Regions from separate parts of the Hordeum vulgare genome. Here region 2 is linked to region 1. Evidence: chromatin contacts called from public Hi-C data. All regions are on one chromosome and are shown on one strand. The core of a region is the stretch at or near the end of the contact, and the rest is flanking DNA. Distances in the headings are between cores, read along the strand shown.

Evidence for each region. A called contact is a pair of places that touch in the nucleus more often than the background predicts.
Region 2: a Hi-C map of seedling shows a contact between it and region 1, with 4 times the contacts expected there. The contact joins the promoter of LOC123411641 here to the promoter of LOC123439147 in region 1. A contact is called at or near these places in 2 of 6 Hi-C or Micro-C datasets (leaf and seedling).

The regions. Positions count from the first base shown.
Region 1 is chr1H:383,184,446-383,187,811 of MorexV3_pseudomolecules_assembly, forward strand. It overlaps LOC123439147 (trihelix transcription factor ASIL1-like), which reads right to left and starts at 1,841. Exons shown (of 1, transcript XM_045115895.1): 1 at 129-1,841. The coding sequence starts at 1,361. The coding sequence ends at 402.
Region 2 is chr1H:383,389,256-383,392,621 of MorexV3_pseudomolecules_assembly, forward strand. It overlaps LOC123411641 (cyclin-P4-1-like), which reads right to left and starts at 1,498. Exons shown (of 2, transcript XM_045104606.1): 1 at 955-1,498; 2 at 1-312. The coding sequence starts at 1,364.

The DNA.
Region 1 (3,366 bases), core at 591-3,090:
AAGGCCTGAGTGAGAGAATGTTGATAACAACTATCTTACCAATCACAACTTAGCTCCCTGTGAGACACTCTTAACAGTAGCAAAGCAGCAGCAAGGCAAAGAAGCAAGCAAGTGACCAGATGATGATATTCCCAGCAAAGCTAAGCTGCACTCTTTTCTTTTCCCCACCATAAACAGCAACTCAAAAGACAACACACTGATTACAAATGAACACTTTCTAAATCCTCCCACAGCCATATCCTACACCTACATTCTTTGCCCTTCTTAAATCAACCATCCAAACACAAGAAGAGTAGAAACATCACAAGTCATCAGCTGAGATGAGCAGCAGCAGTAACTAACAAAGCCAGTAGGCATCAACACGGAGTTGAGCTGAGGCTGCGCCGGAGCTGCTCAAGTCCTCAATCCTCCTCCATTGCAGAGGCGGATGAGACCAGCTTGGCCTTCTTGTGGTGCGGCTGCTGCTTGCCGAGGAACGCCTCGACGAAGAGCTGCTGAGCGTCGAGCAGCGCCTGGGTGCGCTTCATCTCCGACTCCATCCGCTCCTTCTCCATCTGGAGCGATAGCTCCAGCCTGCGCTCCTCCATCCTCAGGAACCCCTGGCCGACGGCCCTCAGTGCTGAGGCCACCTCCGCCATGGCCTCCGCCTCCGGATCCTCCTCGCTCCTGTCCCGGTCCAGCCTCGCATCCCGCGGAACCCCCGGCTTGGTGCGCGAAGCCTTGGGGATGGTGAATCGCAGTCCGCTGCCGCCCCCGCCGTTGGAGATAAGGCCGTGGAGGCTCCTGCTCCGCCCGGCGTCCTCGGACGAGGGGGACGACACGGGGGAAGGGGACGCCGGGATGGCGTTCCCCCTGGGCTTGATCTTGATGATGGGGTTGGGGCTGGCGTCAGGCACCCCGCCGCCGGCGAGGTCGTGGAGGAGCGGGAAGAAGGGCCACTTGGGCCCCTTGGAGCGCCCCATGGAGCGGCCCCGCTCGGCGCGGTACCGCTTCCGGAGCTTCTCGATCTTGTGGCGGCACTGGACGCCCGACTTGTAGGTGGCGGTGGGGAACCTCCCGCAGCGGGCGGTGACGGCGCCGGCGACCTCGTCCCAGTCCGCCGCCCGCAGGTTGCCCTTCTTGAGCGCCTCCCACTTGTCGCGGTACGCCTCGATGAGCGCGAGGGTCTCCTCGTGCGTCCAGCACGGCGGGGGCAGCCTCCTCCCTCCGCCGCCGCCCGGCCCCACCCCGCCCCCTCCGCCGCCGGACGAGGCCGCGGCGGCGGCGGCGGCGGCGGCAGCCGCGATGCCGGGCGCGGCCAGCGGGGGCAGCTCCGGGGAGGAGGGCGCGTCATCGAGCTTGGGCGACGAGGAGGAGGACATGGTCGTCGGCGGCTAGGGTTTGGTGGTGGTGGTGGTGGAGATGGGGAACGGAGGAGGAGGAGGTGGGGAACCGGTCATATAAGGAGGCGCGGTGCGGTGCGGTGGAGGTGGGCCGCGGGCGCCCGCCCGCTGGCGGGCGTGGGTGGGGTGGGCCGCGCGGTGAAAGGAACGACCGGCTGTGGAGGCGCAGCGGCCGCGGCAGCCGCGTGGGGGCGTGGCGGTGCGGTGCGAGATGCGGTGGTGGTTTTTGCTTGCAGCGGGGTTTGTCGCGTCGCGGGCGGGGCGGGGCGGGGCGGCGCGGCGCGGCGGTAAGGGGTGGGTAATGGCACGGGCGGAGGCACCGCACCGCACGGCGCCGCGTCGTGCGGCCCGTGCCGTGGTGGGCACTCGAGGCCGCTGTGCGGGGGGGCCAGGTCAGGTCAGGCCAGCCACCCACCGCTCTCCCTCTCCCTCTCCCCTCCCGCGCGCGGCGTGGCCGCGTGGCCGTGTGCCGTGTAACCTCCTCCGTCTCCTTTCCATCGGCGGAGCCTCCGCCCCGCCCGTTTCCTTTCCTTTTCCCTTTTTTTTTTAATCGAGCACTCGAATTCCAGCGGCGCCGCCCCGATCCAATCGTCTGCTCCTCTCCTCCTCAATTATTGGCTTCCGGACTCGGTGGTTCATCAGCGCCGCACGGCGGTGCAGGTCGATTCCGGTTGCCGGCTCGTTACATGAGAGTTTTCTACAAAAGTGAAAATCTAATTTAAAACTGAACTGCAGAAACATCAGTATTTTTTCTACAAAAAATAGCATGATGTAGGTATAGATTTACGAAACGAATCTTGAATTCCATTCCTAGTACAAATCAAACAACTATCATATGTCATCGCCACAAAAAAAACTCGCATATGAATTTTTCTTTTAGCATTTCAGTTTTGTAATTAGAAAAGTTGTAAAAAAGAAATTTTGAACCAACGAGACCTTTCATCATTTTCTATGTAGTGCTTTTTTGTGCAAATCCAATCATGCAGAATTCAAGTGGTCATGACATGACAATCCTGAGTTTTTCCTATTTCACACATTTTTTTCAAGAAAGCCAAAGGTCATATATTAAATAGCACAAATCCTTACAAAAACGATTTTACAGAAAATTAAAAAATACATCCAAATCCTTGGGAATGTCGACGTCTTCTTCCTTCTACATCCACGATGGCATCATGAGTATAGCTCATTGCTGCCTCTAGACTTTGTCCGAGCCAAGCAAATTTGTTGAAACTCGGGGGCTTGTATAAGCAACGGCCGGCAAGTAGTCGATGTAGACCAGAAAACATTGGCAACCGACCGGCCATGATCTGCGTAATAAACACAAATCGCATAAGATCCCCGACGAGGATGAGATTGGCCAACGTTCATCGATTAGAATTAGAGTCAGAGTATCGAAACGCATAACCACGTTCTCTGCTCCATAAGACAAAGCCGCCGAAACAAATCTGCTAAAGAAAAAGCCAACCCAGGAGAACCAAATCCGTGAGCACACCATCCTCCATACGTGTTGGGGATGTCCCCCACGTATATAACCTGGTTCATGAAATGACCCATCCAATAACCTGGTTCATGAAATGACCCATCCAAGGGCCTCATGGCGCTATGGGCACCTCACAACCGTGTCGAGATGAAGATAGACTGTGGAATTTTTTAAGGCTCGTCAATGGATCGTGTTGAGGGAGACTCCTATGGGTCGGCTTACTCGGAAGGCCTAGATGAAAAGTTTCATGCCTTGAGAAGATAGTAAAAGAAAGAAGTAGACTAGGACACGGGTTGAGAGTATGACCCGAATTCTTTTGTAACCTTGGGGACTCAACCTATTTGAAAGCACAATTGCTCCCTAGGATGGTTTTGATAATTGATCACAACATATGCATTATTGGACTAATGTGTTTTTCAAGTATATTTCAGAAAAGTTCAAAAGATGCTATGGATTAAATTTTATGTGGAGATACCCCTGAATGCAAGAAAGGAATAATATTGG
Region 2 (3,366 bases), core at 248-2,747, 200 kb after region 1:
CAAACGGTGAGCTGCTGCTGGTGTCGGTGACAGCCGGCCTTGGTGGCGGCGGCGGCGGCGGTGGCGGCTGCGTCGACCTCCTGGTCGGGCAAGCAGTGCTGCAGCAAGCTGGTGGGCGAGACGGCGTCGATGGACGGCGGCGGGTGCTCGAGGTAGGCCATCTCGGTCTGCAGCACGGCGCAGTAGGAGGCGAAGACGGCGGGCGTGACGTTGAGGTCGAAGGCGATGCCGAAGAGGAAGTCCACCTCCAGGTAGTTCATCTCCATCAGGCTGATCCCTCCCACCCTCGCGAAGTAGGCGTTGTTGTAGCATCTGCATTCACGCACATTTCATCAGTTCTTCTCTTGGAGCACACGCCAAAGCTTTGCGCGCGATCGACGCATCAACATTCAACAACAACAGCTAAGCTAAGATTGTTTCGACAGCAACGGTGAAGTGAATTGCATGCGGTGGTGCATGGCGAAGACGTCGAATTGCTCAGCTGTCCTCGTGACCAGCTAGAGACGGCAATAGCTCTGGCCCCGGTTGGTGGCGTGCCGTGCCAGTTGGAAATCCAAATAATGGTGGGAAAAAATACGAGCGGGCCGGCCGGCCGGGCCACCCCATGGCTGGTACTCACACACAGCTATAGGCGGTCCGTGAGGTCGGTCGGTCGGTCGGTCGTGTGCTCGGCACGACACGACAAAGGGATCGCAAAGTCAGATCAGATCACACTCGGAGCCCAATTGGACTGCGGATTTAATCTACCACCTCAATTAAGTGATCGTTCTTCTGCACCGAACGACCTCAATTATGGTTCGGTTTATCCGATCCAGTGGTAGTAGATCGGTTTGATATATCCTACTTGCTGAAATATGAATGCGGATGGTGTAATTCGGTGTTTGTTCGTGGTTAATTTGGGGCCGAAGTTTCGAATTTGCATGAGCTGGGATGGGATGGACGGATGATACGTACATGTCGTCGACGAACTTGACGGCGGTGAGGACGGAGGTGATGAGGAGGCGGTGGACGTTGAAGGAGTCGACGGCGAGGGCGGGACGGCGGCGTAGGAAGCGGTCGAGGTAGATGTAGGCGACGACGTAGCAGGAGGGGCTGCAGCCGGCGAACCGGAAGATGCGCTCCAGGTAGCCGCCGACGGAGATGGCCGGCTTCGTCAGACCTTGGAACGCCGACACCGCCTTCTTCTTCATACTCGTCGTCTCCCTGCGGCCGTCTTCTCCTTGGTCGTCGTCCTCCTCCACGTCCCGTATGCGCCGCTCCACCGCGGCGACGACGTCGTTGCGCTCCGCCACGCGCTCCAGCAGCGCCGACAGGATCGACACCACCCGCGGCACCGCCGCCTGGTCCTCCGCCGCCATCGTCATCGTCGCTCCCTCAGTTTCTTGCCTGACCTCCTCGGCTGCTGCTGTAGCTAGCCAGCTTGGGGTCTTGGAGGTGGAGGTGAGGGAGGGGGGAGAGAGCGGGAGGTGAGGTGGGGGGTGGTGGTGGTGGATATAAAGGGGTTGGAGGGAAAGTGAAGCGGACGCGAGAGGTATTCGTGGGTGGGAAGGCGCTTTGATAGATAGTATCTTGCTGCTGCTGTGCACAGGTGGAATAAATTTGTCGGCGGCGGCGGCGATAACGTAGCGGCACCGTACTACCTGTGGTGAAACAGCCGGACTGCTGGTAAACGACTCTGGGGCCTGGACTGGATGGCGTACGTGTCACGGTTGACAGCTCGTATGCATGACAGACAGCAGGCCCCGGTCGTTCGTGCGTGCGTGCGTGCCCTCGACGACGGCCGAAACTCTGGCGAGATCTCTCGGCGACCACGCCTTAACTGGCAGACCGCAAGTGTCGGGCTCACGGCCTCTTTCTCTCTCTCTCTCTCTTCCTTGACCCGAGCAGCAGCCTCCGGAGTTAAACTAGGTGCGCGGCAGGAAGAAATTTCTCGCGAGGTCCGGCCGCCGGTCGTTTTCAAGGCTGTTGGGCGGCATACGGGGCGTAGTAGTATCACGTTAGCTCTCCAGTCCGCTGAGAAATCACCGAAAATTAGGGCGTTTCGCACGCTGAGCTCGTGCGTGTGTGTGCCGCAGCCGGCGCGCGGGTTGCGCGGCCGCGTGCAACGTACCTCTGACCAACTCGTCGGCCGGAGACGAGGGGGTGTATCTGCTCGCCTAAACAACGACCAAGTGCCTGACACGGTAAATAGTTCATTGATTCTTCCAGTGTGAAATTGAGATTTAAATGATACTTCCTACTCCCTCAGTCCGAAAATACTTGTCATAAAAGTAAAAGTATTTAGATGTATTTTAGTTTTAAACATATTTTTAATCCGTTCAAATACTATTTAATTAATCAACCAAGCTCCAAACACCATGCATGCATTTTTTTTAAATGAAGGAAAGCCCCGGCCTCTGCATTGTGGTGATGCATGCACCGCACATATGTACTATATTCTGGAACATGAACAGGAGTGTGTTTGTATCATTGTGTGTCATGCAATGCAGGTGTAGCAGGGATGGCATCCGCATGATATAGATACAAGTGGAGCCTTCGCATACCTTTACCCGTCCGTCTAAACTTATTCATCACCTTATTTATACATGCCAATGGATATAAATTTATTTCCATACCTGTTACCCGATAGGATAGACGGATACCTGCGGATAAATTATCCATATTTGTAAAGCATGAAATTAAACATAATATAATCATAAACTACATCTTATAATAGAGTTTACAAAAATAGATTATAACAACAACATATACTTGTAAACAATATCATATAGTCATAAACAATATCATATAGGCATACACTTTTAATTCACAAATTCTTGACATGATGTAGATTTTAGAGATAATATTTAGTTTACATGGTTTTTATATGGGTCCATGAATATGCGGGTATGTGTTATATGATTCCATACACATACTCGTTCTGTCCGATGAATTTTTTACATACATATATATACTCGTGAATAAGTTTTTGTTACATACTTTTATTTTAGTAGAGTTTTTATCTGCAGGATATGTGAGCAATTGGTAACGTGGTGCAGGGTAAAGAAGGGAGTCAGCCGAGTAGCAGCGCGTAGTTGAGTCGAGGAGGGATGCATCAATCGGAGTCGGTCATGTTTGTGCGTGGAGCGGTGATCTGATTCGTGAGAGACAGCTAGGCCGTGCACGTTGCTCCTCACGTCGGGCGAGCATGCATGCATGTGATTCCAGCACCAATCATCATCTGCTTTCTTTCGTCGTTTCCTTTCCTTCCGCCACACAAGAGCCACATCTACTTATTGTGGCTGTCACTTTTCTTTTCTTTAGGGAAAATGTGGTTGTCACTTGCCTCCGTATGATGGTTGCCACATCTACTTATCTCTAGTAGTA